Linked DNA regions of Sus scrofa: regions 2, 3 and 4 are each linked to region 1. A link is a contact called in public Hi-C and targeted proximity ligation data. All regions are on one chromosome and are shown on one strand. The core of a region is the stretch at or near the end of the contact, and the rest is flanking DNA. Distances in the headings are between cores, read along the strand shown.

The links. A called contact is a pair of places that touch in the nucleus more often than the background predicts.
Region 2: a targeted proximity ligation map of skeletal muscle shows a contact between it and region 1. A contact is called at or near these places in 2 of 2 datasets of targeted methods (alveolar macrophages and skeletal muscle).
Region 3: a contact with region 1 is called in a targeted proximity ligation map of skeletal muscle. A contact is called at or near these places in 1 of 5 promoter capture datasets (fetal skeletal muscle), 6 of 47 Hi-C or Micro-C datasets (embryonic fibroblasts, fetal heart ventricle, heart right ventricle and 2 more) and 2 of 2 datasets of targeted methods (alveolar macrophages and skeletal muscle).
Region 4: a contact with region 1 is called in a Hi-C map of fetal skeletal muscle, with 2.2 times the contacts expected there. A contact is called at or near these places in 2 of 5 promoter capture datasets (fetal skeletal muscle and skeletal muscle), 8 of 47 Hi-C or Micro-C datasets (embryonic fibroblasts, fetal heart ventricle, fetal skeletal muscle and 3 more) and 2 of 2 datasets of targeted methods (alveolar macrophages and skeletal muscle).

What each region holds. Positions count from the first base shown.
Region 1 is chr3:102,537,145-102,544,433 of Sscrofa11.1, reverse strand. CDC42EP3 (cdc42 effector protein 3) reads right to left here and starts at 5,569. Exons shown (of 3, transcript XR_002342770.1): 1 at 4,911-5,569.
Region 2 is chr3:102,305,392-102,313,245 of Sscrofa11.1, reverse strand. It overlaps RMDN2 (regulator of microtubule dynamics protein 2), which reads left to right and starts at 5,891. Exons shown (of 13, transcript XM_021087623.1): 1 at 5,891-6,617.
Region 3 is chr3:102,382,215-102,389,907 of Sscrofa11.1, reverse strand. No RefSeq gene overlaps it. Among named protein-coding and RNA genes, the nearest start is that of RMDN2, 79 kb to the right of the region's middle.
Region 4 is chr3:102,769,161-102,776,978 of Sscrofa11.1, reverse strand. No RefSeq gene overlaps it. Among named protein-coding and RNA genes, the nearest start is that of QPCT, 50 kb to the left of the region's middle.

The DNA of each region.
Region 1 (7,289 bases), core at 4,320-6,819:
GGTGAGGTGTTTGCCAGATCTCCTAGCATGTTCTTGTGGCTTTGTTCCTATACACCCTGTGGTTCTCTGAAATGTCCTTAAGTTCCTCCAGCTCAGTAGGGCAGACTACAGTGTGTGGTGTGTGCCTCTGGCTGGATGGTTCCCAGAGTGTTTCCTGTCAGACTATTCCTGCAGCTGCTCTGGGGGCAAAATGATTCGCTAGACTATCTCCCTGTAGAAATTCACTGTACACAGGGACATATTAAATGCTCTGAAAAGTCCTGCAGAAAGGGACTTGCGTCAGACAGGTTTCCCAAAGAATCCTTTTCTGATGCTGTTCATGTCTCAGGGTTCAGATGAGGTGGTGCCATATTAGCCAACTGCAGGTGTGTGATCTCTGCAACACAGTTTAACAAAGACCCAAAGACTAGAAGGCTAAAGGTGACTTTCTCAAATATGCAAATAAATCCAAAATCACAGAAAACCCAGGTTTTTAAAAGTTTAAAATTTGAGATTCAAGGATTCTACTATTAATTCATAACTCAAACAAATACTAATTTAAACTCATCAGCCCTCAAACTCATCACTTTTCTTGGCTATTCAGAATTAGCAACTTTTTGTATTATAAAATTGTATGATTTAATTTTTAAAACTGCTCTTCCACCAGAGGTACTACTGAACTCAGTCCATCATCATGAGACTGGTAAAACTTGGAATTGAAGTACATCAAGGCCAAGGAAGGCATGTTTTCTAAAGGAAAGAACATACCTGACTGTTGCTGTAGAACTGTTTGGCTACTGATACTATTTATTCTGGTTTGTGGGATGTCATTTTAATTCGTAACCTTTAAAGTGTGGGGGCAGGAGGGAAGATTCCAAATGGAGGTGGCCAGCCCTAAAGCTGTTGCCCTTGGTTTTGAGACAACCTGGGTTATTTCAGGCCAAGATATCCTTTCCAGAAGCCCCACTTCAGTCTGAATAGCCTCCCATAGCCAATCACAAACTCACAGTATCAAAGGCAGGCCCCTTCTGTTATCCTGGACACTCCTCCCAGTTTCAAAGACCTCTTGCTCTATCTTTCACACCAGAAGCTTATCTGGCAGGGTCCGGGGCTAGTGCAGAACTTAGAACTGTATTGAGGCCTGACTTCCGCCAAGGACAGAGCCTTCCTGCCCACCTTATTCATGGCTTTTGCCTCTTGCTTTAGCTCCTCTTGGAGGAACATCACTATAAAATATCTATTAAATGTCCAGAGTGCTAGGGACTGAAGGGCTAAGCACTGTGGATATGGTCACTGATCTCAAGGAAGTGACCATTCAGATGGGTTACTGGACCCTGCAACCTCTGACCCTCTAGAAATTCACAGCAAGGATGTGTTTCACACACTGAACTCTACTTCATGTTTGTGTTCTGAAATTCCTAGTAAATCTCTTTGTTTATGGTATAAATTAAACTGATCAGGTTATCACTAACAGTTTGATACTGGATCCACTATAAATGACTTAGGGCCATACCTGTGAGATTGAACTATCTTCAGTAAATAAATGGTATTCCCAAAGACCAGCAATTACTGTCACCCTCCTTTGCACAGTAGGGTACTTTGAAATGAGTTCTCTGCCAGAGGCCAAGAACCCTTACAAGAGTCAGATTTAATAGCTTCCCTGGTCCTCTCTCTGGTGGTGAAGGTGAGGTATTTATTTAGCACAAAGCCCCAAAAACTTGACTTTAAACCTGATTCTGCTCCTTACTTAGCTGTGTAATCTTGTCCAAATTACTAAATCTTTCTGAGCCTTGTTCCCACCTGGAAAATAAGAACAATACTATCCATCTCAAAAGGTAGTTGTGAATATTAATATTTAATAGTTCAAGCATTAAGCACCTAGGGAAACAGCAAAAGCATCATGAAAGCGTCATTTTTTTATTGTGTCTATTCTGGACCTGTCCTGTCCTGAGTGCGTTATTTTTTAGCTCATTTAATCTACATTTTGTAACTGATAAACTGAAGTATGTACCAGCTAAGTAATTTACCTCAAGTCGCACACAAGTATTAAGGACAAAGATATGTAACCAGACAACCTGACTCAGAGGCTCTTAACCTCAGGTGTTTTTTTGTTTGTTTGTTTGTTTTTTCTCATTTCCTTATGAAGGCGGTGCTGAACTTTGTGGGAAACAGCCATTCGTACATGTACTTACTGTTCTGTTACACTGCGTAGGAATATTTAGGTATGTTCCTTACTGTATAATTTTGGGCAAGTTATAGAAGAGGTCTGTCCTCAGTTTCCACACCTGTGAAATGGGGATATAAACATTGTGCCTTCTTCATAGATTATTAGAAATAAATGAGATAATCAAAGTAAAGGGCTAGGAAGAGGGCTTGGCACCTAGGGCAGGCTCCATGTAGGAAGTACCTTTAACATCCAAAGTCATTGAGTAACATGATATATCAGGAGAAATCTTGGGCTTCAGTGCTTGGTAAAGATTTTGTGGCTGGCTCAATCTAGTAGTTTCAAATGATTATACATACTGTTCTTGCTCTCTGGCAAACATACTGCATTTAAATAATAGATTTAAGTTTTTATTCCATTAATGAATAAACAGGTCCACAGGATTCTAGTTAGAAAGAAATTAGGCCAGGCCTAAATAAAATCAGACTGAAAGCAAGAATTGTAATAATTAAAAAAAAAAAATCAGAACAGTGTTCCTGGAGGTTTTTCAGGCTATGAATTGAAGTCCACTTACTGGATAAATGTTATGACTCTGGGCAAAGAGCTTGTGAAAAAGTTATGGCGTGCTAAAAATCTTTGGGTGATGTAGGTTAAAACAACTTTATCCCCATTGCTGTTGAATACCACAAATTTTAGAAGTGAAAAGGGGTCGCTTTTGTGAACGTGTTGAACATAAAACCACTTTAAAGGAAAAGCTGGAGAGCTGATAGGACAAACCAGCTCATGTGAGCACTTCTGCAATGGTTCTTACGGCTTTGTATTTATTCATCTTGCACCATGTTTAGATTTATAGTAAAAAGCAAAAAAAAAAAAAAAAAAAAAGTGCAACACTCATTACTCTATCTTTACATGTTCCACTGAGTTTAAGAGAAGGGGCTCAGAGTTTAAGAGAAGGGGCTGCTCATCTTATTTCATGTCTGTAGCTGCTGCCACAGCCACAGCACCATGTTCCAATCATGGAATTCATAATGCAAAATCTCTTGCAGATGATAACCACTGGAAAGGAAAAACTGCCGTGGATCCAGAAAAGCTTCCAAATTTCTCTTCTTATCTGTGAGCCCAGGGGCTCATACTGAGTGTTTTATTCAATGACTGAGGCCTATTGGGAAACCGACATTTTTTAGGAGACTTAAGGAAGAACCATTCCTTGGTTGTTTGACTATTGGTCTTTATCATTTATTTCACATGTGACAATGCCAAACATTTCACAACTGTTCTAATTTATCTCTGGATGTTTAATCTGAAAACATACCTGTGTAGCTTATTCTTAGCTGTCAACAAGAGCTCATTCAAATTTCAGCTGATATCAAAAAGAGGACCTCAGGAACTGTCCAGAAAAGAAGAGAAACTGCATTTCCTGGTTGTTAGATGAAAGATCTTTTTGAAGTTAGAATATTATAGGAGCCCTTTAAATTGCTTTAGGGATCTGAGCTTATAGGTGAGCCTTTTGTCTCCCGGTGTGGTGAAGAGAAGTCCCAAAGGAAGGCTCTGCTATTCAAATTCAGACTGTTCTTTTTAAAAGCAGCACCCCCAGGAAACCGTGAAGCCTAAGAGCTGGGGGTTGGGGAGAAAATCTTTGTCTCCCTAACACATTCATCAGTTCCCTCCCCCTACTCAGCACCTCCCTCCTCACCACCCCTACACCCTCAGCAAACATCAGCACTGACTCCCCCCAAATACACCAACTCTGGAAAGATTCATGTTGCAATACCCTCCTGACATTCCTATTGCTGCCCTCATTTTAATTCACTCACTTTTTTTTTTTTTTTTTTTTTTAACAAAATGTAATTACTTGACTGTCAGCCTGGGTTGCACTCTGGGGCTTTTACTCCTTTTAACACAGCTGCGTTCCCGGCTTTGATGCTGCTGTCCACGCAGCTTGTCCCAGCCACAGCCTGGCTCTCGGTAACGTAACATTCAAGTGCATATTTATTTTTAAACTGACCTCTCCTAGACTGTACAGTATAAAGGAGGTCCTGCCAAAAAATATGCTACTTTCTATTTATAAGATGAAACACATGCCTCCCGAAGTCGAGAGGGGGATGGACTATAATAATTCACAATGAAAAAATTACTGGCCTCATCCATTCGTCCTCACACGTCTAATACTTGTCTGTATCAAGGCAGTTTCAAGGAAAAAGGGAAAAACAAAACAAAAGGCAAACCTTGAAAACAATCCAGCTGTTCAGAAACCACCGTTAAAAAAAAAAAAAAAAAAAGCAACTGCCAGATCTGCAGGTTGGAGCCCCTGCCACAATGCCCCCCATCAAGAGAAGAGACACACGCCCAGCGGGTACTGCCATCCCAGTTCTGCGCGGTGCACCCTTGTGTGGCCCTGGTGCCAGTCCACGATGGGAGGGGAGCGGCAGCCATGTGCGGCTTGTTCTCAGATGGAAAAATGCAATAAGCGCCCAGAATGGCTGTCAATGGCTCAGAGGGGGCAGTGTAGCCGCGCAGCCCCACCCTGAAAAGTGGTGGGCACAAACGGTGGCGCTCTGCGTCTTGGTCGTGCCGCCCGCACCCCTCTCAGTTTGCTTTATACAGCCTTTGGTCCTCAGGACACCAGCTGGAAGGTGATGCCCTCGGTATAACCGTTCCCCGTGCGTTTCCAAGCCTAGACCCCGCGCACGCCGGAAGCGGCCACGGCCGCGGGTCGGACGAACTCACAGACGCGCAGAAAAGGAGCTGTGGGCAGACGGCAACTCACCAGCGGCGCCAAGGATCCCAGCCGCTGGCCCCGGGGCCAGGCGCCCGGCACCGACACTTTCCGAGGGCGCACGCAGTCCCTGCCCGCCACGCGCAGATCCAGCCGGGTCGGCGGGCGCGGCGCCAGTTCACAGCATTATCCGCTCTGAGATTGCGTGAAGGCGCCCAAGGCCGGGGACTCCCGGCTTGCCCCCAGCTCGGGCCCCTCCGCTGCGCAACCCGCCGTTAGCAGCCACCGTGGAGAGAGAGGGAAGGTGCGAGCTATACTGAAAGCACTGCAGCCGGACGCCAGGGCTGAACCTGCGAAGGGCGGGGCGGGCCGGGGCGGGGCCGGCGGCGCAGGGGGCGGGCCGGGGCGGGGCGCAGGCCGTGGGTCGCTGGCCGCACCACCCTGCCTTAGTACCTGAGCTCCGGCCCCGGGCGGGTAGACCCCGGTCGCCAGCTGCCGGGCTTGAAAGCCCCTGGCGGACAATGGGCGCTTATTGTTACCGCCCCAGCGCCACCTCCAGGGGTGGGGCTTTTCTCCGAGAAGATGTGTTCCGCTCCCTTGGCACAAAGGAAGGTCGCAGGGACGCCCAGTTCAAAGAGGCACTGGCTGCTGGGTGCCAGAGGACAAAGGGACTCTGCCTGCACCCCGGACACCTGTACTAAACCTCGTACACCCACCTCTCCTCCTCCCAACGAGTCGATCCAGCCCAGCAAGGCTCCGGCTTGGCGGGCGGCGGACTCTTGGGGAAGAGAGGCCACCTGACGGCGCCGCGCCGGCCGAGCCTTGGGTCCCCGGGCCAGTCTCAGCTCCAGTTTGCGGGGGGGGGGGCTTCTGTCAGTTTCCAGCCCAAACCCCTTGGAGATGTCGCCAAAACCCGGAGAGTGGATTTGGCGCACAAGAGACGCCCGGGGGTGCCGGCTGAGCAAGTGGGCACGCGAACAGCCGATGTTGCAGGTTTTTCCAGTCCACCGGGAGGCGTTTCCTCTCCTGCGGGGTGCCTCAAAGAGACTTGGCTAAAGCTGGAAGCGGGTGGCGGTTGCTCTAGACGAGCGCAAGTACCGCAGCTGCCGGCCCAGGAGCGTAAAATTCCGCCCTGGGCAGCACCTGCGCCCGCCGGTCATTCCAGCCACCGCCGCTGCGCGCCCCGCCTTGCTTCCCTCGAGGCCAAGCGTCGACCTGGTTAATTTTCTTAATCCGTCTCCGTCTCTTCGTCCTTGAGTTCTCGGCCTGGGGAATGAGTAGGCGACAGGAAAGGGCGGCGTTTTCCGGCGGTAAGGTCCCAGCCCGCACGTTCGGCCTGGGGGTGGGGGCTGGAACCTGCGAGAGTGAAGCACTCGCAGCCTGGCCCCAGCCCCGGGATTCTCAGGTTGAATGGAAATCCTGGCACAAAGAGCGATCCTCCAGGAGAACCTTGACTTTCCAGAGCGATATCAGCATCAGGTCGTCACCATAATGCCCCTGGGTTAATCTGAAACCTTAGAGGGTGCACATTAAGTCTTCGTTGTAACCCTCGGCTGATGTTAAGGTGAAGTGAAAAGGAAACGGACACAACCGTTCTGGAAAGCAACATACTTGGGTGGAGTGTTAAAAGAAAATAATAGTTGGCAGGTCAAATGGCCATGAAGTTGGAAGTCAAATACAAAACTCAGCTGAAGTGATGTTAGAAATCTGACAAGCAAAACAGTCGGTGAAGATAAGAGACCCAGCATTGTTTCCTTTCTTCAAATGACAACTACTCCGAAGTTTCCTTTGGCAGATACCTGAATTTTACTCCAGATTCCTGAGTGTTTTACCAGGGGTTCATATTTCAAAATATATGTTCCATTTGGCAGTAATGTATGTATTTTATGTATGAATTTATTGAAAAATATTAAATGTTACTGGCTTACTTAGATGAAAGTATTTTTATAAATATTTATGCATAGCTTTAATTGCACATGGTGTTTTTATAAGTACAAATAGTATGCATATATATTTATTAAATACCACATGAAAAATTCCTTTTGCACACAGACATTCTTTATGCATGTCTTTTGTGTGAAATTTTTTTTTCATTTGCTCTGTTGTTAGCTGCTGTTAGAGACTTTACTTCCATATAACTGAGTTACTTATTTTACAGCTTGTGCAAACATAAGAGGGGCAAGTTGTTTGAGGTAGCAATTTTATTCTCAAACTCCATTTTCACTTTTCTATACCATTCCTCAACTTCTAGAGACTTTCCCTCTCTGTCCTTTCTTTATGAGACTTCACTTCTGGGCTGTAAACAGTTTATCCAAAACCTACTCCTTCAGGGGCCTAGTGGTGCCGATTTGATTTATCCATGCCTGTTTGATGTTCATGTTATTTATTTGCACCGAACATCTTCTTGGTATGGAACATCTCCAGGGAGGG
Region 2 (7,854 bases), core at 4,642-7,141, 230 kb after region 1:
CAGGCTTGGGATGCTGCTAAATACCTCACAACAGAGAATTCTCTCTGCAACAAATAATTCTCCAGTTCAAAAAAATCAATAGTACCGTAGTTGAGAAACTCTCTAAAGAGATGAAAAGCCACTATCTGGGGAAATCAGGAGACCTTGTCCTCAGGGAGAGCAGTTTCAGTGCAATTTTAGTGGTTTCTGCAGTGAGCTGATAAGTGGGTAAGGAGCCAGGAAGCAAAGCTTGTGAGTGGAAATTTTTCTCTTAAATTTTTTGATAGTGATGGATGTGAGATATGGTAGTACCACGAGAGGTGGCAGACAGTGTTTTTAGAAGGATAACAGGTGGTACCAAAATATTTTAAAGTGTTTGGATCAACTGAAAATTTCACTTTTTGAAGCCATAACCTAAGCCACAGTAGCAATATATTATTTTGATGAAAGATCTTTACAGGTTCTACTTCTTAAAAAAAGGAGAAATAATGATACCTAATTATGGTCTCCATAGTTGCAAACATTTAGCAGAAGAAAATAATGGAAAGTGCCTTTGTGTCTAAAGTTGGATTTTCAAAATTAAATGCTTTATGAAAAAATTTTGAAGCTATTATCACTCTGTAAAATTTCTGTATGTAAATAATGAAATTATTCAAATTTAGTTTGTTGACATTTTTTTCATTTATGAAATACAAACACTTCCTGATTTGTGTTTCCTGTACCACGAGTGCCTAGCCAGTAATTATGTCCAGAAGAAAAGTTCCTCCCAGGACCCTTCTGTTTGAGAAATAGGAGGTTTCTATTACTAAGAGAAGGAACATTACTGTCAGAATTGCCTTTTTGTTTGTTTGTTTTAAGGAGCAGTGAAAGGGTTATTTTGTTTCATGTGGGGAAGTCAAAGAGCCCTATGGCTGAATGGGTAGTTCACTTATTGCTAGAAACCTGGCAGAGGCTGGTAAGTAGACGTCATTGCTAGAGCATGGGTCTCTCTTTCCATTGGACAGTTAGTTATTAGCTGCAGCAGCTGGTGAGGTCAAGGTTACTTTTTTTTTTTTTTAAGTGGAAGCAGCCAAGGCCATAGCAATGGATAGAGATTTACTGACATCAGCAGTTCTGAGTTAGAATTCATCTGAAAACCATAGAGCATATTATCATATGGCTTATGAAGGATTTTATGGAGTTATTTAGGAAACAAACCACACTTTATATATGATTAATTTCATAGTAAGATATATTCCTAGTTCTAAAAAAAATTAAACTACAATTTTGTTGTTGTTGTTGTTTCTGCAGCATGTGAAAGTTCCCTGGCCAGGAATCCAACCCAAGCCATAGCCGTGGCAGTGCCAGATCCTTAACTCACTGAGCTGTCAGGAAACTCCAACAATTATTTTTGGTAACAATACAAATGGTTTAGTCACTTGCTTTATGAGCTTTCTTCTAAAATTATTACAGTGGCAAATTTAATCTTTTTCTAGATTCACTTCTCTGAATGAGGGTCTAAATATATGTCTTAATTTTAAGATAAGACTACAACTTTAATAAACTGGAAAAAGTTTTAACAGTGGCACATTAATTAATGTGTCTTTATTGCATCAGGACAGTGATTGTCTCTATATTGATTTGCATACTATTGAATCTCCTGAAAGAGATATTGATCCTAAAGGGAAAAAATTTTTTTCATTGGATAGTCTGAGGATACTGGGTCTGGGAAATGGCCAACCCCAATTTTTCCTTGGAGAAACTTCACAAGATTGACTTACTACCCAAGTCCTAAATGCAATCTTCTGTTCTAATTTTTTTGCTTGTAATTAAAACTATTCAGAGTTCCCGTCTTGGCGCAGTGGAAATGAATCTGACTAGGAACCATGAGGTTGCGGGTTCAATCCCTGGCCTCACTCAGTGGGTTAAGGATCCGGCATTGCCGTGAGCTGTGGTGTAGGTCACAGATGCAGCTCAGATCTGGCGTTGCTGTGGCTCTGGCATAGGCCGGCAGCTGTAACTCTGATTGGACCCCTAGCTTGAGAACCTCCATATGCTGTGGATGCAGACCTAAAATGACAAAAAGACAAAAAAAAAAAAACAAAAAAACAAAAAAAAACAAACTATTCAGTTATTTTAACTCAGTTGTATATACATATGCGGTAACAATATTTTGTCTAACTGACAAACATTTGCCATTTTTTTCAATCTACCACAAACAATGAAACTGACCTTGGCTTATGAAATTAACATATATACTGTCAAGGATGTCTCTGAAGGTTTTCTCGCAAGATAAATGAAGAGTGCAGAAGGGAGCGGCAAAGTGATTTTTGCTTTGAATTTGTTGAGTTCCATTTTAGAGTGTATCCAAAACTGTTCTTTGAACAAGTTAACTATAGAAACTCAGTGTAAGAACGTGACTTACAAAATCTCCTGCAGTTTCAGAAGAATCTTCATTCCTGTCTTGACGAGTCACCAAAAAACTGCTGATAATCATTGACCAAGGTTAGTATTAATCAGGCAATATATATGCCTTTCTGGAAATGACATCGAACAAAAACTTACTTTTTCTAACAAAATAGCAAGTTTCTAAAGAATTCTATACTCTAAAGAGGTAGTTTTACTTTTAACAAACTGATTCCACATTGAATTGCTAAATCATATTACATAAACATTGTTGCTAACTTCTCTTTTTTACATCTTTTAAAACTACCATTTAAGAATCATTCAGTACAGGAGTATTGGGTTAACTATTTTATTGTATTTATGTGATTAATAATTTATTACACTAATTGCTTAGTCCTGTGGAAATAGTTACTAAACTTATCCTCCTGCCTTTCTCAAAGAAAGCATTTTTTTCCCCTTGGAAGGTCCAATTTAGTCTTAGCTATGTTTTCAGAAATTTGGAAGATAATTTTCTTATGTTCTAGGGATCCCCCAAAATTAAAAATGAAAAAGCCCCAAATTGTTTGTATTAGACACAGGATTATTTTTTCGCAAACTCTATTCCTCGCCTACACTCAACATGATAGACCTACCATAGTTTTATACCCTGTGGCTTGGAGATACTGTTAAACACCTGCAAGGAAGCCCTCCATGGGCTAAGTGTTCTGATCCAGAGATTCAGTCCCTGTAGAGGAGGGAGCAGAGAAGGCTGAACCCCAAGTAACTGAAGTAGGAGATGTAGACAGAACAGTGTCTCTCTTTTTTTTTTTTTTTTTTTTTTTTTTTTTTGGCTTTTGTCTTTTGTTGTTGTTGTTGTTGCTATTTCTTGGGCCGCTCCCGCGGCATATGGAGATTCCCAGGCTAGGGGTTGAAGCGGAGCTGTAGCCACCAGCCTACGCCAGAGCCACAGCAACGCGGGATCCGAGCCGCATCTGCAACCTACACCACAGCTCACGGCAACACCGGATCCTTAACCCACTGAGCAAGGGCAGGGACCGAACCCGCAACCTCATGGTTCCTAGTCGGATTCGTTAACCACTGCGCCACGACGGGAACTCCAGAACAGTGTCTCTTGAGAAGTGTGTGACATGCTTAGGAAAGGTGCCTTGAAGAATCCCCTTCCAGTGTTCCAGCACAGGTGGCAAAGCTTCACCTGTAAGGTAATTTCCCTCACTAGACTGTTGGGAAGATGGTAAGATAATTCACATAAAGAACATAGCAGAACTGAGTATAACAGTCAATCTGTCTTTTCACTGTGGCTATCATTACATTGGCTCTCCCACCATTTGGGGAATTTGGCACTTCAGTTATGCCTGAATGGCTTCTTCTTCCACCAACTTTGTCATTCAATTTCTTCCAGTAAATAAAACCACTTTGATAAAACCCAAGAAATAAAACAAACAAAAACCTCCCACGTACCCTTGGCATACACATCTCATGTTCCTACCATATAAAGGACTACAAATTTCTTAATATTTTTCTCTTGAGTGTACATAGTACTTTCAAAGAAATTTTTTCAGATATTGACTCAATAGAGAATATGTGCCCTGTGCCAGGCACTGGGGATACAGAGATAAACACATCCTTGCCTTGAAGAGGTTCAGTCTCAAGGACACAGCATCACTGACCAAGTGGTAATACCACAATATACATGAGAGAGGAGCACAGCAGGGAGGGGTTTTGTACTCATTTAAAATAACTCCTTATCCTTCCACAGAGTTTGTTGGGATGTGGAGAAATATTTCTTTGGGGGAGGAGGATAATGTGTGGAGTAGCTTCTCGAAGGAAGCAGATTAAACAGGATGAATTGGTTTTTGACAAGTGGCAAAGAGCAGGGTATTCCAGACAGACAGCAGCCTAAAAAGGACACAAAGACTGGGAAAGTGTGTGATTTATGGAAAGGTGAGAAGGCAGTTTGCCTATAGCTGAAGTGTGAGCTTGATGTCTGGTGGAAATGGTAGAGAAAAGCTAGAAAAGTAGGTGGGAACAATTGTGCATGGCCTGTACGCCATAGCTGCCAGCGGATTGTACTGCTGGGCTACTTGCGATGAATACAAGCGTCCTCGTTTGGGCTGCTTTAACAAACTACCACTGACTGGGTGGCTTAAATAGCAAACATTTATTACCTATGGTTCTAGAGGTGGGAAATCAGAAATCATGGTGCCAGTAGGGTTACGTTCTGGTGAGAGTCCTGTTCCAGGTTGCAGATAGCTGGCTTCTCATTGTATCCTCACATGGCAGAAAGAGAGAGAGCTCTGATCTCTTATTCTTTTTATAGGGGCACCAATCCCTTTCTAGAGAGTCCCACACTCATGACCTAATTACTTCCCAAAGGCCCCACTTCCCAATACCATCACATTGGGCATTAGGGCTTAGAGAATTTTGGAAGAACACATTCAGTCCATGACAAACAGCATCTTTGAGATTCCTAGTGATTTTTTTTTCCCCCCTCAGACATTCCTTATAGATTACATTTCTAGTAGAGGTGGATGGAGCCATATCTTCCTTTTTATGTTACTGTACAATAGGGTCTGGCAAAAATAGCTCCTCTCTTGACTTTTAAGCTTTAACTTTACCAAAGATCAATGGCTGATAAAGAAACAGAATCAAAGGGAACAAGTCTTACACAGGCATACAGAAACAGTCCAGCTATTTTATCCTGCTTCCTGAATTTGAAGAACAAGTCCATAGCAGCTGACATTTTTTTTTTTTTTTTCTTTTGGAGCAGAGGGTTGGTAAGGCCCTGTTCTCGGCTCACACTCCACGTTTTTATTACAGACCTCTTCTGTGCGGTGCTGGGAATGCAGCAGTAAACAACTCAGTGCACTCCTGGAAAAGCTTAAATCTGAGGGTGCTTCAAGCTTCTTTTAAGTGTCATTGAAGAGACAGTCATTTCTTTTGAAAACAAATCTCCTTATAAGAGAAATTTATCACCCTGCTAGACAGGTTTACATTATATTGTATTCTGGTTAAACAAAGCAAATATTAGCATTGTATTGTAATATCTTTGTAAACCATAACAGATTGAAGTATTTCTTAGAAAGAAGTGATTTATGGTTTCAAATCTTAGAGGCTAAGTAATTAATCTGCTGTTTTCTAAAATACAACTTAGTTTTAATAAAATGACTTGACTAGGCTTACTTGTTCTGCAATGCACCTTGCTTAAAGCTCAAAAAATATTTTATAATCTTAAAGTCCTATAGAACCTCTATTAGTAAACAGTTGTGTATGGATTGTGAAATTAGCCTTCCGATTTTTTATAGACGTTTTTTGTTCGTTTTTGTTTTTGTTTTGATAAATCGGAGTGCACCCGTTTTTAATTCTATTCAGCGCAATGGTGGGGAATTTAATACTCAAGACTTAAGTTTTCTACAAGCCTGAATTTAAAGCTCAAGGTGAGGACAATACAGAAAGGAATGAGTGTGCAGTTTTGAAGAGTTTATTTGGCAGATTTTTATTTTCATTATACAAACCACAGAAAGTGAAGCTGGGTAAAATCTCAAACTTTAAAAGCCTCTGAGAAGATAGTGGTTTTTGCCTAAAGGCAACTCAGAAGGGGGGAGGGGGCAGGGACCAGGAGGCTGGTGATTTAAATCATTGAAAGATAAAGTGAAATCAGGAAAACCTGATTAATTCGTGCAAGATCTCCGCGTTTGATTGTCATGCGGAGAGTTCAAGGTTGTGCTTAGAAAGGGGAACTAAAGAAGGGTGATACTAGGGCAGAGGATGTGTTTGGGGAGGGAAAGAACCCGAGTGAGGGTGGGTTTGGGGAGCCGGTGATGGGAGAAAGCGCGCTGGAGGCAAAAAGCGCGCCACGAGCCTCCCGCCGGGCCGGGCCGGGCGCGGTGGCCCTAAGCCAGGGCGCAGTGCTCGGGGCTGGGAGACGAGCTGTGAGAGAGGCGGCACCCAGCGGCAAAGTCCGGTGCGAGCCCAGGGGCCAGGTGGAGCGCACTGGTCTCCGTCCGTAAAAGGTGCGCAGGCCACCCGCCCGAGAGCTGATCGCCCCGAGGGAAAGAGGCGGGAGCCACAGTGCGAGCGGGCGAGAACTCCTCCCCCGGCGCCTCCGCTATCTGGGTCAGGACACCGCCGGACCTTGGGGCCCACAGGCTCCGGGGCTACTGTCGGCCCGCCGCTCCCCTCTCGACAGCTCCTCCTCAAGTTGCAGGTCTCCGACTGCAGAAAGGCCCTCGCAGGGAGCACAAGTGCGCCCACAGGTAGGCAGCGGGCGGGTCGGCGGGTTCGGGCGTACGCGGCCGGGGGGTCGAGAGCTGAGGGGGCATTTCCGGCGGCGGCCACCGCACTTCCGGGTCGTGTGTGCGTCCTTCTCGCCGCCGCATCCCTTGCGAGGCATCCTCCTGCTTCTGGGCGCTGCAGATGGTTGTCTTGGCAGCTACCTCGGCGCAGCGCTTGCCCAGCCAGCGCCTGCCCAGCCAGCGCCTCGCAAGCTTCAACCGCTGAGGTCGTCAGTACTTCCGCGCGGGCGCCCGTCGTGGGTTGCGTGGGGACCCGGCAGAGTGCTGCCTCGGCCTGGCAGGTCCCTGAAAACCACGATGAGTTTCTTCGGGAGACACTTAGTAGCCTCTCACCTGGGTCTTTCTTAACCCTTCAGCCTTCTGCAAACGGTTTTGTTTTGTTTTGCTCAATCTGGGATTCTCTACCTATTTTACACAAAATGAAGGCCAGGTTTTCAGTGCGGCAAACATTTGCAAATAAGCCAAACATGAGGGAGCCCTAGATGAAAAAAAAGGTTTTAAGATAGGAAAAATAATGAAAACCAAGTGAAATGTGAGTATTAGAATTTACTTCGAAAGTATCAAGTTATCCAGGTCGCTGTGAGAATCTAATGCCCAGTTCAAGGGCTCAGAGCAATTCCCTTGGGAAACTAAAAACTTAGGGTTGTTTGTAACCTGTACTGTGCCTTTACCTGTCTTGCGAAATTTTTCATCTCCCGAGTTTATCAGAGTTCTATATTTTATGTATTTCCCGCTACGAATCTGCTGATGAATTAAGTGAATATAGATGCTAGATATTGCTGAAAGCATTGTAAATAACTTGGTAAAGCATAATTTCCATATCTCAAGATTAACGTTAATTAAAACTAGAACATGAACATTAAATGTTTTCTGAAGTTAATTTTTGACAGTTTCTACAAAGGAATTGTAGAGATTTCTGTAGAGTCAACTTTTTGATGATTTGCTATTTCAGCAGAATTTTTGATTCTCATCTCTGCAAATAACCTTTAATTATCTATTACACATTAAATTTAGATGCCAGTAATTTGTAATAAAATCTGTTCTTTTACATTGTCATTATTAGCACCTTGCAAATTGAAACAGGGACACTTTACCTGATTATCTAGTCACTATATTTTTAAATTACTGTGTTTTTATAAACACAGTAAAGTGCAAGTGTATCCTGCTAATATGGTAATTCTATTAAAGTTACGTAAAT
Region 3 (7,693 bases), core at 2,913-5,412, 150 kb after region 1:
TACACCCTTTGCACACTACTTCTTCCTACGTACATGCTCAATACGCATTAACTGTTAGGCAAATACAAGGGTAGATCATGACAGCAGAAAGACCTAGTCATTTGATAATGATGATGATGGTGGTAGCGGTGCAATTACCGGTTGAATACACTGCATGCTTCTAAATGTATTATCCGATTTGATTCTCATCACTTTTCTGTTGGGGCTAAGTGAAAGTAATAAGTGATGAACACCATAAAGCGCATGCTGTGTGCCAAATACTGTCCTAAGAACATTACACGTATGAATTCACTTAATCCGTACAACTGCTACTATAGTAATCCTGCTTTTATTGATGAATAAACTGAGGCAAAAATAAATCAAATAATATATCTAAGGTCCTAATAATATATCTATCCTTGTAAGGATAGAACTGGAATTTGAAACCTGGCAGACTAGTTCCTGAGTTCATGCTCATAACTTCTATCTGGTTGATTGTTATCATTATTTTCATTTTATAATGGAGAGTTTGACCAAAGCAAAACCATAGTAAACAGTCATACAGTAATAATAAAAGTAACAGTAGCCAATGTTTATGTCTCACCTACTATACATTAGGTGCTATAATAGGCAGGAATATTCTGATTTCCCCAGTTATCCTGAAAGGGAATTATTATTGCCTTTAGAAAACATGGTCAGAGATATAAAGTCCAGGAGTGAAGTTCACTTACTCACTCACCCATTCCCAGTTTGTGTTCTGGAGGCCCTGCAGAGTCAGGAAGTTGCTGGAAGAGCTAAACATTGGCCCACTCCATAATAGAACCAGATTCTGGTTTGGATGATGCTAAGACTAAGCCCTACTGCTGGCAGTGATAACATTTTCTCTGGTCCCTCATGTCTTTGCCAATGGTCTACTTACTAGAACATTCAAACACCCCTTGAGGGACCTCCAACAGAGCTGGCTCTGTCACCAGATCCCGTGTGCACTAAAGTCAGCTGCTATGCCTGGCTAAGCCTCATTTTCCCCATCAATAAAAATGGGAACATTGGTCAAAATGATTTGTAGAGCCCCCTGAGCTCTAAAACTTTCTGGGTGTTCATTGACATAGGGTTTGGATCAATGACTCCTTCTTAGTGAACAACTGAGAATTGTGCCTCCTTGGGTGCTATGATCTTCATGTTTGTATCTTCTCTAAATTCATATGTTGAAATCCTACCCCCCAAAGGAGGAGAGATCTTTGAGAGGTAATTAGGTCATGAAGGGAGAGCCTTCATGATTGGGATTAGTGTCCTTATAAACGAGACCCAGAGAGTGAGTTCCACCCTTGTGCCATATGAGGTCATGACAAAAAAGACAGCTGGACTCTGCTGGATATCAAATCTGCCAGAGCCTTGATCTTGGAATTACCAGACTCCTGAATTCTGTTGTTTAAAAGCCACACAGTTTGAAGTATTTGTTATAGCAGCCCGACACCAGTCACAGCAAAATAGAACCATGATCCTGAGAGTAGGAAGGGAGATTTGAGTCTAGGAAGTGCAGCCTGCTAGGCATCCCCCACCTCCGCCAGCCCACTAACAAGCCCCCTCTGTACAGACCCACCATGGTTCCCATCTCTGGGCAGGTAGGAACAGCCCCTTGCCCCTGGTGGGGAGGCCCTCCTACTTAGGTGGATAGGATAGGGAGTCTGACCCGGCTGATTCAAAAAGGGCCATTATTGTTACCAAAAACAGGAGGCCTGCGATCAAACAATAAAGACACATGCTATAACCTTTTTCCCATGAAAATAAAGCATCCTTGCCCGAAACCAATCCGAGGATCCAAATGTGCCCCCTTATGCACAGATAGCACAGTGGGGTTGGGACAGGAAATTGATGAGCAAGGGGCAAGAAAATAGGGGTCCCCAAACAGGTCCGCCATATAGGAATATAAGGAGAGACCCAGTTGTAGCCAGAGCCAGTCCCTACCCAGGGTGGTCCCTTCTCTCTGAGGGTGTAAATAAAACTTCCTGTACACTGCTACTTGACTCTTGATTGTGGCCTCCGAGGCAACCATCAGGAGCGGTTTTCGCTTGGGGCGACGGACTGGAATGGCTCATTAAAAGAACCCAGGTCATTTGTCCTAAGGTGAGTTTCTTCTAGGCATATGATATCACTTATAACTGGAATCTAATATCCAGCACAAATGAACATCTCCTCAGAAAAGAAAATCATGGACTTGGAGAAGAGACTTGTGGCTGCCTGATGGGAGGGGAAGGGAGTGGGAGGGATCGGGAGCTTGGGCTTATCAGACACAACTTAGAATAGATTTACAAGGAGATCCTGCTGAATAGCATTGAGAACTATGTCTAGATACTCATGTTGCAACAGAAGAAAGGGTGGGGGAAAAAATGTAAATGTAATGTATACATGTAAGGATAACCTGACCCCCTTGCTGTACAGTGGGAAAATAAAAAAAAAAATAAAAAAAATAAAAAAATAAAAAAAAAAAAGAACCCAGGTCAGAACTGTTACACTGAGGTGTTGGTTTGAGGGAAAGTTCCCTTCGACCCAAATCGCTCCAGTCCTGAGCTGATTGCTTCTGCATGGAGAGACCTCCTGCCTCCATCCATGTGCGGCAAGGCCATTGGGTCTATCCCGGGCACTGCTGCAGCACCTCCTGGCCGGAACGACTTCCCACCAGACCACCTGCCTCCATCCTTGTGCGACAGAGCCTGCTGCCTCTATCCTGGCGCTGATACCGAGCTTCTTGGCCTGCCTGAAATCCTTGTTTTGTGTAGGCAAGGACTGCGGGAGATAGCACAGGGCAGATGAACCTTACAGAAACCACCCAGATGGGCGGCTTACAGCTCATGGAGGGCAAGAGGCTGGGGGGAACTTAAACGTCGTATGTTATGCGTGTGTTCTCAAGTCTCAGCACAGAAACATCTTCAAAAGCTTCACTTTTCTGAAACCAGTCAGATTTAGAGGCATTTAAAGAGAGGCTCTTGCAGAGAGTCCTGCTCCTGCTTCATATTCTTTAGCTGTTTAGGAAGCTGTGCTGAGACCCTGAGATGAGACAAAGTAGTTTTTTCCAGAATGTTCCTGTTTCTCAGATTGTGACTCTTTTGACCAGCATATACTGGATAGGAAATCTCAGTTCAGTTGTATTTGCCGGTTGTTATGACAGACAAAAATCACTCGTGTGAGCACACCAGGCACAGACACTGTTCTGAACCACTCACCTATGTGAAGGCATTTTATCCTCACAGCAACCCTATGAAGAAGGTTTTCCTTTGAGGGATCTGATTTATGGAGATTACATAGCTTGCCCAGCTGGTAAGTCATGTATTTGTTTCCTAAGGCTCCTGTAACAAATTACCACAAACTGGGTGGCTTGAGATGACAGAAATTTATTCTCTCATAGTTCTGGGGTTCAGAAGTTCCACATCAAGATGCCAGCAGGACCACACTCCCTCCAAAGCCTCTTAGGAAGAATATTTCCAGCTTCAGGTAGCTGCAGGTGTTCCTTGGTCAGCATCACTCCAGCCTTTGCCTCCATCTTCACATGGCCTCCTCTTCTTCTGCATCTGTGTCTGCTCTTATAAGACACTTGTCGCTGGCTACAAGACCCACCCTGGTAATTCAGGATGAGCTCATCTCAGACATTCTCAGTGTATTTACATCTGCAAAGGCCCTTTTTCCAAATAAGGCTGCATTCACAGGTTCCCAGGGTGAGGAGGTGCTCATATCTGGGGGAAGGGCACCCTTTAACCCACTAAACAGCTGGAGTTCAGTCAGGTAGTGAAGCTTTAGAGCACAGCCTCCTAACCCTTATGCTACCCTCTTTCACACGCTGACTTTTCATAGGTGTCAAGAAGACACTGGCTAAGTTAACCTGGGCTTTTCAGAGATCATCACAGCACTGAAGAGTGCATTTTTTTGTCTTAAGTAGCCTGTCCACATTCTGGAGGGGCAGCCGGTAAAGTACACGCTATCCCCTCTGATGGAGGAGGAGGAAAAACAGGATATTGGGTTCCTTTTAAAAGAGGACTGAACGTAGCTCTGTAAATGTTAAAAGCTTATATATTTTCAAAAAAATTCAAACACAAGCATAAAACCTCATTGCCTCAAAACCACAGCTGACGAAACCACCATTGACAAAGAATTACTCCACAGGCAGTGAAAATCTGACAAAACACAGCGATAGTCCAAAATACGGTGTTAGGTCATTACCCAGACACCAGCAGAGTGGAGTCTTCTACCATAGTTCCTTTGTGCTGAGAGAAAACATATTTTGAAATGAAGCCTGCAGCTTAAGTGCAGAAAACTTAAAGCTGTAGACAATCAATATTGTCATTTAAAGGGTGAACTTTATTTCTTCTGAGGTAAAGTGATGAGCCCAGGCAAAGCACTCACTCTACCAGATATGATTTGAAACAGCTGAAAAATAAACTTCTGACAATAAGATTTTAGGACAGAAACACTGCCAGAGCTCTAAGTGCCTTTGAGAATCATAAAAAGAAAGTAAACAATGCCAAAGGCCAGACGAACAAAAGGAAAATTCTTACTTCGTTTGTTCTCGTCAAATACCGTAGAAAAATAATCTGTGCTTAGCCAGTTCTTCTGGAGTCCAAATTCCTGCCCTGTGCTCATCATTCTGTTTAAGCTCTGTGCTTTCAGGCTGTCATTAAATGCCTTACATTTGTGGATGGGGCCAAGATAGTTTTCAATCTGAAGCCATTGAGAGCCTCAAGGCAGATTCTGAAGGTCTTTACCACCTGAGCCTGGCCATCTGGGCTCTTCTTTCACAGCTGTGACATTGTCTTGGTGTCTGACCCCTATGGGAGAGCTGAGTCCATTAGCAGAATCCTTATGCCTTCGGCAACTTCAATTAGCCAAGAGCATGCCAGGAGGTCAAGGTGCTGGTGATAGAAAAAAAACAGATCATAAGAAAACCCTCTGGTTTAAGCTTTGTGAACAAGAGGCTTATTTTGTCAGACCCCCAGAGCTGCCTTATGAACAAGCCAGAAGCTAACTGGGCAGTGAAGGAATGGGGAATGGGTGAGTGACAAACTGGGTTGTTGCTTCTTAACAGAGACTTGACTATATTAACAAGCATGGTGTGGTTAACTGACTAGTCCCAGAATTTTACCAGCTACCCCGGAGCTTGCTGATGAACACTGTCCCAGGGACCTGTGTTAGGATGAGTTCCTTCTGATAGCTTACTCCTTTGGATGGAGTCCAAGAGGGCCACGCGCCCTGTGGAATTCCACACCGTAACCGGGCATGCTTCAGAGAGATTCCAGAGCAGTGATGATTTTACTTATTTAGGCTGAAGGTTATCTGCTCGTCCTCCTCCAGATCCCTTTAAGCCAAGGGAAGGGCACCTCGTTAGTGTCAGATGTCGAGGGTCTGGTTCCCTTTACCCAAATGAGCTTTTCATGTCATACATACTCCTGAAGATCTGAGAAGACTTTTCTTTTGGGATTTGGCTAGGAAAGAAGGCATCATAGGAAAGAAGGCATCATAACCTGACATGGCAGTGGGGGGCTCTGAAGCCTGGGGTTACTGCTCATCTTGGTGCTATTCATGGAGGCTCTCGGGGGAAATGTCCTAAAATCTCTTTATAGTTCTTGCAATTAATCTTAGAGTTCTGGTTGCCAGTTTTGGGTAGAAACATATGAACTAACAGCAGTTTGATAATTTTTATGTCAAGAAAAAGCTAATGCATTATCATGAGGATTGTAATGCAATGATGAGATAGTGTGGGTAGGGAGCAAATTTGGAGTATTTTCTTATTTCTTTTGTTCTGTGCAGAACCAGCTAGGGAAAAGTGACATTTTAAAGGGAAATGATGAAATTTATTTAAGTCAATACATAACAGCTCGCTTTCCCTCATCTGAGTTCTGAACTGTTTGAGAAATGGACAAGAAATTAGGCAGAGAGTGGTTAAAGTATTACCTTGGTTAATGAAAACAGCTAAGATATATGGCCTGACTAGCTCTGTGCCCTGAATTAGGAAGCATTTCCACTTGCTGTGGACATTGTTTTTTTTTTTTTTTTTTTTTTTGCTATTTCTTGGGCCACTTCCGCGGCATATGGAGGTTCCCAGGCTAGGGGTCCAATCGGAGCTGTAGCCACCAGCCTACGCCAGAGCCACAGCAACGCTGGATCTGAGCCGTGTCTGCAACCTACACCACAGCTCACGGCAACGCTGGATCGTTAACCCACTGAGCAAGGGCAGGGACCGAACCGGCAACCTCATGGTTCCTAGTCGGATTCGTTAACCACTGCGCCACGACGGGAACTCCTGCTGTGGACATTCTTAGAAAATTTGTCATCCCCCTGACAGGCCCTGTAGGACAAAACAGAGCAGGGCAGAAGGTGAGTCTTCCAAGGGAAGCTGGCTTCCAATGGGACGGGAGGGAGGAAGGACCTGGACTGCCTCTGTGGTTCTCTTCCCTTAGTCACCACCAGGAACTCGTGCCCCTTCCTTGGGGCACTGCTGGTAAGACAAGAAGTAAGGGGACATCTCTGATCTTGGAAACAGAGGAGGGAGAAAGTGTTCACCTATTAATAGGAACTTAAAGAGTTAAATCTCTCTTCTTGAAACAAACATCCATGTAAGCATATTGGCTAGAATGAATTCCTAGTTGTGTTCTCTGGGTGATTTCTCTAACAGAGGCCTGTGGCATGTGGGGAATTTTCACCAAGACCAGAGTTCTCATGGGTCCAGAGCTTCATCTAACTCCTAACGGCATCCAAGATTTGTAGCCACTTCCAGAAGCCACTACTCAAACAATCAGTTCAGATCTACCATGGATACATCCCACGAAGGCAGCCCTAAACCTGGGTTTGATTTATTTGGAATCTGACGGTTTTCATTATGAACATCAGTGATTCACACTCAGACTGCACTTAGAATCTCTTGCGGAGAGCTTTTAAAAACAACTGATGACCAGGCCTTTCCACTAACCAAGACTATTGGAAACCCCAAGGGTGAGCCTGGCATGAGCAGTTTTTACAAATCTCTCCAGGAGATTCTAATACGCAGTCCGGTGAGAGAGTTACAAGGTGTTGATGATTCCCCTTTGTCTGGGTTGGAAATCACTGCTGCTCAGGTTGGCAGAATTCTGGAAGAGGCGGTGTAGACTAGTGGTTAAAGCTGTTTGCTTGGGAGTCAGCCCCGGTTTGAATCCTGATTCCCCTCTTTACTCAGTGCTGGTTAAGTTACTTAAACATTCTTAGTTTCTTCAAGGTGACCAAGGTGACTGCATCCATAATAAGTAACTCACCCCAGTGAGTATAGCTGTGCGGCCTTGGTCTTCAGCATTTGCGGTAATTAACCCAGAAGGGCTCCTTCTGTTTGATCTATCACCCCTTCCCATCTGTTGCAAATGACAAATGGAACACAGCTCTGCCATGCAGATACTTGGGATGTGCTTCATGTCAGAGTCCCTGTGTGTCTTAGGCTCAAGAACAATTGAAATAGAAGGTGCCATCTTAAAGTCAGGAGCTAGGTTTCCTCTATTGAAAAACTCCCCTTTCACTCATTGTCCCATGATATAAACTTTTTTTGTTTATTAGATTCTTAATACTTATATTATTAATTCATATTAGCTGAATTTTAGGCACATACTTAGTTATTATTGGTCCACATCACAACTACCCAGCCTGTGAAGATCAAGTCTTCTTGTGCTTATCTTCAGAAAACTTCATACTCATTACTGAGTAA
Region 4 (7,818 bases), core at 1,224-3,723, 240 kb before region 1:
ATCATTAAAAAAAAAATAAAATGACTTCCTCCCATCTCCCCCATTTCTCAGCTCCAGGTTCAAATCACTAAACAGAGAGAAAATCTTTAGCACCCCAAGTCAATGGCTCATTCCTGTCTAGTAGCATCCTTGCAATAAAATAAAAAAGATCAAAAGTAAAATCAACTTGTAAGGTATTATCAGCAACAACAAGGTCAGTCTCGAACTCAAACAGAGGAGTTCAAGGATGCCTCTTTTGGCAAAAGAGGAGAGATTCTGGATGCTCCTCAAACGCTTCTTCTGGCAGATGTTTCCTTATCTGAGGCTGATAAGGAAAAAAGCAAAAATGGAGTAACCATTTGTGTAATGATTTTTTTGCTCAATCTGATTTGCCAAGTAGGAAAGAAGATGTACTGGAGTAAGAAGGACTGTTGAAAATGCAATCTGATGTCTTTTCTATGACAAATGGAATGAAGAGGTCTTTCTTTTCAAGGGTTAATATAGGAGTGCTGAGGCCAAATGCCCTAGCCTAAAATCCAGTCTCTGGGACTTACTTGCTGTACAACCCTGGAGTTACTTGTTGGGATAGTTAATATTTTTTTGTAGATGAGGACACCAACCTTGAGAAGTTGAGTGGGATAATGTCTGTAAGGTACTTATCAAGCACTCCATAAACTGGAGCTGCAATAAAGACTTATCACTCTAGAATGTAACCTCTCATCAAGTAAGTGCGTTACTAATGGGCTTACTGGTATCTGGGAAAGATCAAAGAGACATTTACATCAAGTTTTGTGTGGCATATTACAAATCATATGCACTCACTGTTTGTGTAGTACGAAATTAAAATAAAAAGATGACTCTCAACATTCTTGACTCACCCCCTTCCTCTCAATTTGGTCTAAAACCAGAGCCTTAACCCTTATTTTTCCTCCCAATGTATGGTTATGTTACTATAATTTCTATTTGTGCATATGTACATCATTCTGAAAATTAAGTTTTGATCTTCAACACATCATTGGCTACAAATATTATCTTTTGGTGAAATTGCTGTTTTGACTGTCTCTATACTTTGCTACCTGCTAACCTGTGCTATGACAGTGGGAAGGGTTTTTTATAAGTGAAAGAAGAGTAATAGAGTCTGAAAAGTATTCCCAATTGCCAATTTCTATGATACCCCTCAAATATCTATAAGCACTCTTAGAGTAGCTCAGGATTTTACTGTTTACATATGTCACATGGACTATTATGTAAGCAAGTAGTGTCCAAAGCATGGCTCTCAAGATGTCCTCTATGTAAACAAAAGAACTGTTGTTTATGTTTAGTTTTCAATTTCATCCATTAAAAATTCTAAATTCAGTATATTTTGAAGTATAGTATGCATGTATATATTTTAATATGCAGATACTACAGTATCTACATACTATTTTTTAAACTGATGGGAGAGTAATTTAAAAAACTTGGAGACCACTGGTATAGATTATATTTGCGGATTTAACAATTTTAAACTCTAGCATATTAATAAAGGTAAAACTCATCTTTAGTAATCAGGTTATCAAAAGTTTACATATCATTTACATCTAGTAATAGCTGAACTTCCACTACTCAAATTAAAAAAAAAATTTGTACGTGTGTGTGTAAAATCATGTGCAGAACATGTCCAAATCGTTTGGAGGAATAAACTGAACAAAACGTAAGTAGAAATGAGATAAGATGAAATCTCTTTAGAGATTTTAGTTAGCAAAATTTCTAAGGAGAAATACAACTTTTGGTTTGTTGAAACTTATTCCCTAAAATGAAATATCCCAGGGTGGAGTGAAATGGCTCACATAGAACTTTCAAATGTCTCATCCTAATTTTACAACAGACTTTCATGTAAAAGTCTATTTTGGTTTTCAGTATGCAAAAGAGGGATTCTCTCTTTTAAGCTTTTAAGTGAGGGAAGGGAGGCCCCAAGGGAAACTGGAGGTGATTTCTTGTGGAGAGAAAAGGTAACTCCACAGAATTAGGAGAAAGAAGCCAACCATAAAAGGAAAAAAAACCTCAAGTTCAACCCTTCTTGTGAAATTTTAAAAGGCCCTGAAGTATGAGAGAGCATTCAAGATTGTCTGAAGTATGGGAGAGAACTCGAGATAGCTGCTATGTAAGTTTCCTAGGGTTTCTGTACAAAGCATCATAAGCTGAGGGCTTAAAATAATGGAAATCTATTCTCTCAAAGTTCTGGAGTTTGGAAATCTGAAATCAAGGTGTTGGTAGAACTACACTCCCTCCTAACTCTCCAGGGAGAGATCCTTCATGGCTCCTTGAAACTTCTGGTAGCCCCGGGTATTCCTTGACTTTATGACAGCAACACTTCAACCTCCCCTCCTCGCCATCTTTACTCCATTTCTCAGATCAAATTTCACTCTTCATGTAAAGATATCAGTCATATTGGATTAGGGGCCCAGTCTACTCCTGTGAGTGACCTCATAACTAATTATAACCTACAGTGACCCTATTTCCAAAAAAAGTCATCCTGAGGTATTGGGTGTCAGGACTTCAATACATCTTTTGAGGAGGCGGGGGCCAAATCCAACTCGCAACAGCTGTTGAGTGTCCTAAAGTTTCTTGGGAGGAGATGAAAAGGGATCATGCAGTGATTCTGGATTTCCAGGCTGTGGGTAGGAGGTGGACTATAAAGCATGAAAATGGAGTGGGGATGCCTATCTATAGACATTCTAAGTCAGGACATGAACTTGAAGACTTAGAAAAATACTGTGAGGAGCTAGGGAAGAGAGAATTTGCCCATTTTCAATACTAACTATCAGGTTAATATCAAACTGGATATTTATTTAATTTTCTATTACTCAATGAATTTATTACATTTATAGTTGTACAATGATCATCACAATCCAATTTTATAGGATTTCAAATTGGATATTTTGTTAATCAATCTTTTTTTGTCTTTTTGTTTTTTCTAGGGCTGAACCTGAGGCATATGGAGGTTCCCAGGCTAGGGGCCTAATCAGAGCTGTAGCTGCGGTCCTACACCAGAGCCACAGCAATACGGGATCCGAGCCTTGTCTGGAACCTACGCCACAGCTCACAGCAATGCCAGATCCTTAACCCACTGAGTGAGGCCAGTGATCAAACCCGAAACCTCATGGTTCCTAGTCGGATTCGTTAACCACTGCGCCATGACGGGAACTCCATTTCTTTTTTATTTTTTAAATTTTTATTATTATTATTTTTTGAATCTTTTAAATACCACATCTGGGAATAGCTATTTAAATACATTTCACTCTAAGTAGTGAGAAAGAGTCAGCACAGGAAAACTTTTTAAGAAATTGGTGGTAATTGGAGTTCCTGTTGTGGCTCAGCAGGTTAAGAACTTGACTAGTATCTGTGAGTATATGGGTTCAAACCCTGATCTTGCTTAGAGGGTTAAGGATTCAGAGTTGCTGCAAGGTGCAGGGTAGGCTGCAGATGTGGCTTGAATCTGGTGGTGCTGTGGCATAGGCCAGCAGCTGCAGTTCCAATTTGACCCCTAGCCTGGGAATTTCCATATGCTGCAGGTGCAGCTGTAAAAAGAAAACAGACAAAAAAAGAAATTGATGGTAAAGGGAAGGCTTTAGTAGCTTGATGGGAGAACAAAATTATTTTATTTTTGAATATTATTAATATTTTAACCTTAATTTTTAAATGATGTGATTTGAATGTATTTATTTCCAATGGGAGAACTTGAGGGCCTGCTTTGAGCAGGAGAGTCTGGGATCAGGCACATCCATCCTGGGTTAACACTGGAAGGGAGCTAAGTGTACCTATTTGGGAAATTATTTTACTCTAGGCTTGACCTTTCTCAGAGTGTTCTCCAGGCCCTGAGTCAGGGTAGCTGGGATGAGTGCCCTAATTCATGGATGCTTTCTTTGCTTGGAACCCATCCCGGCCATCTGTATTGCTCCTGACGGGGACCATGGCACTTGGACATGCTCACATATACTACCACCAGAGGCAGATAACGTGGAAGAGGCCAGGGCCCTCTTGATTTCCTTCCTGTTTTTCTATCCTTCAGTGGCCTACTGACCTAGTTTCTAATGGGAATAAAGACCCACTGGCTTGATTTAAGAATATTTTTACAGTATAATTTCATTTAAGAGCCTTATGCTTTTGAATTAATACAATTTATTTTAAAATTAGTCTTTCTTCCTTCTACCAACTCTGGGTTTTTTTTTTTTCCTTCTTTTTCTAGTTTTTTGAGATGTAAAGTTAGGATGTCTATTGGAGATCTTTCTTTTTTTCTTGATGTAGGCATTTATTGTGATAAATTTGCTTCTCATAACTGCTTTTGCTGCATCCTCTAAGTTACAGTATTTTGTGTTTCTGCTTTCATTTGTTTTGTTTTTGTTCTTTTTTGGCTGAGCCTGAGGCATGTGGAAGTTCTTGGGCCAGGGACTGAAGCCAACCAAGCCTCAGCAGTGACCTGAGCTGCTAAAATGAACAAGGCAAGATCCTTAACCTGCTGCACCACAGGGAACTCCTCCATTTTCATTTAAATCAAGATTTTTTTGATTTCCCTGTTGATTTCTTCTTTGATCCATTGATTATTTGGGAGCATATAAATATTGCCAAATATTTGTGAATTTTCCAGTTTTTTTTCTTAGAATTGACTTTTATTTTCTTACCATTTCTAGTTTCTGGACTTCTCTCAGAGGGAATTGCTCCATGTGTAGCTGAAGATTTGATCGTGTTCATGGGAAGAGGGAATTTCAGGAGCTTACTGTGTTGCCATCCTGGTTCCTATTAAATTCTAATATATCTTATTATTTTTATTATAAGAGTAGTACATTGCGATTAGAGAAATTTTTGAAGATTAAAAAATAGAGAAAAAATTACTCCAAGTATTCCCATCCATAAAAATGACAGTTAATAGGTTGGTGTATTTCTTGCCAGACTCCTTTCTTTGCATTGTTAATATAGTTGTGATGATACTGCATACACGAAATTTTTTCCTGCCGTAAACTCTGTTATAGCATAAACAATTTCCATTTTATAGCAAGTTCTTTAGAAACACTGTAGTGGCTGAATAATACTCCATCATGTGAGTGTGTGATAGCTCTTATAACCACCCACCTGCTTTTTGCCATCAACTAAAATTGTGAACACATCCTTCTGCAGCATAGGTGGGATGGTTGGAGAACTTGATGCTAAGTTCTGTATTGAGAGACAATGTCCTCCAAGGGCTACACCAACTCTGGGGTGGAGCCCATGTGTAAAGGCCAGTTCCTTAGTTCTTTTATAATTAATGTCACAAGGCTCTGATCCTGCCTGGGAAGGGATCTGGGGATGGATTAGAGTGGGGTATAGCAAAAGAGAAATAGAGACTGTTTACTAGTCAACAACATTTTCTTATAGTTTTGCTTGGAGTCATACAAAAGACACTGTATCTTGTGGCTCTTGTACTCAGAAGGCTGGAAATGAGATTTCATTGGCCCTCAATTTCCTTGATGCCTCTTTACAGAGAGGCTAAACTTACTATCTGTACCTTTAGCAGTCAAGTGTCTGGGACTGGTGAAAGAAATTGAAGAAGACCCCAATCAATGGGAAGATACTCCATGTTCATAGGATTAGGAGCATTATCTTGTTAAAATGTTCATACTATCCAAAACCAACTATAGATTCCGTGGAATTGTTACCAAAATTCCAACTGCATTTTTAATAGAAATAGAAAAAAAAATACTGAAATTCATAATAAACCACAAAAGACCTTGAGTAGCCAAAGCAATCTTGAGAAAGAAGAACGAAGCTGGAGGCATTATAATTCCGGATTTTAAACTATACTATAAAGCTATGATAATCAGAACAGAATTGGACTGGCACAAAAACAGACTTGTAGACTAATGGAACACAATTGAGACTTTAGAAATAAACCCATACATATACAGCTAACAAATATTTGACTAGGGAGTTAAGAATACTCAGTGGAGAAAGAATAGTCTCTTCAATAAATGATGTTGGGAAAACTGGATATTCTCATGCAAAAGAATGAAATTGTACCCCTATGATACATCATACACAAATTTCAACTCAAAATGAATTAAATACTACAACGTAAGACTTGAGACCAGCAAACTCCTAGAGAAAAACATAGAGAATATGCTCCTTGACATTGCAGGATTATTCACAGTAGCCAAGTTGGACACAATCCAAGTGTTCAACAATGGATGATACAAAGAGGAGATGTCTCATTCGTGCGTGCATGTGCACACACACACACACATTATTCGGCCATAAAAAAGGAAATCCTGCTATTTGTGACAACATGGATGGACCTTGAGAGCATTATGCTAAGTAAAATAAGTTAGAGAGACAGGAGTTCCCATTGTGGGGCAGCGGAAATGAATTCGACTAGGAACCATGAGGTTGCAGGTTCGATCCCTGGCCTCGCTCAGTGGGTTAAGGATCCAGCATTGCTGTGGGCTGTGGTCTGGGTCGTGGATGCGGCTGGGATCTGGCGTTGCCGTGGCTCTGGCATGGGCTGGTGGCTATAGCTCGGGCTGGACCCCTAGCCTGGGAACCTCCATGTGCCGGGGGTGCAACCCTAAAAAGGACAGAAGACAAAAAAAAAAAAGTTAGACAAATACTGTTAAGATCTCACTTATTTGTAGAATCTAAAAATAATGGACTCATAGAAACAGAGACTAGAAGAGTAGTTGCCAAGGGCTGAGGAGTGGGGAAAATGGGGAGATGGTGATCATAATGTATGAACTTTTAATTATAAGATGAAAAGGTCTGGGGATTCAATGTACAACATGGTGACTGGTTAACAATACTGCACACCTGAAAAACAATACTGCACACCTGAAAGTTACTGTGAGAGTAGAGCTTTAATATTCTCACCATAATAACAACATCAACACAACAAAATGGTAATTGTGTGAGGTGAAGTATGTATTAAGTAACCTTACTGTGGTAAACATTTCACAATATATATGTGTGTCAAATCATTACACTGGTACACCTTAAACTTACACAAGACATCAATTATATCTCAATAAAGCAAGTAAAAAAGATCCCCACCCATCCAACTGAACTAAAACCTAGTGAAGTATCTCAGTGTGTTGTGCAGACTACCCTAGACATTTGAATCACTCCTCCAGTTTCTCCTTCCTCTGTGTAAAGGATGAGTTTTCAGAGTTATTCTGGGAGAGCACCACTAGGAGATGCAAAAGACTCGAAGAAGTTAGGAAGAGCAGGGCTAGGTGGTTTGTGTTCTATGTTTATCTGAGTTTTACCAGTTCCTTTTGCTCTAAATCCATTGAAAACGGAGGGCAAAATATTCATTTCTCAGATCCCATTGGCTCCCCAAAGTGAAAAAAAGAGTGGTTTTGCCTAGTGAAATAGACTGAAGGAAGTGGCAAGCCAGATTCCCTGTGATAAGGATAATAACATGTGTGGCACTTGATTCCTTTCAGGGAGACATGAGCACCATTTTGCAATTTGCTGTTTGACTAGAGGATAGTGATGATCCCAATGCAAATGGTTAACTTTTATTGTGTTTCCACTTTGCATCATACTAACAAATGTATATACTTTGTTACACTTAGTTCCATGTACATCTCTCAGTTCATTGACACAACAGTGTTATCCCCATTTTGCAGATGAGGAAACAAAAACATAGAGAAGTCAAGGAACTTACCCACAGTTTACCACTGAATAAGCAGCTAGGCTGTGATTTAAACTCAAGGTCTCTGACCTCAGAGCTCTGACTCCTTAACTATAAATTGGTTGAATAATATGCTATGCTTCCTAGTTATTATCCTAACTTGACAGATGAGGATCCATCTGAAAGAGGTCAGGCCAGTT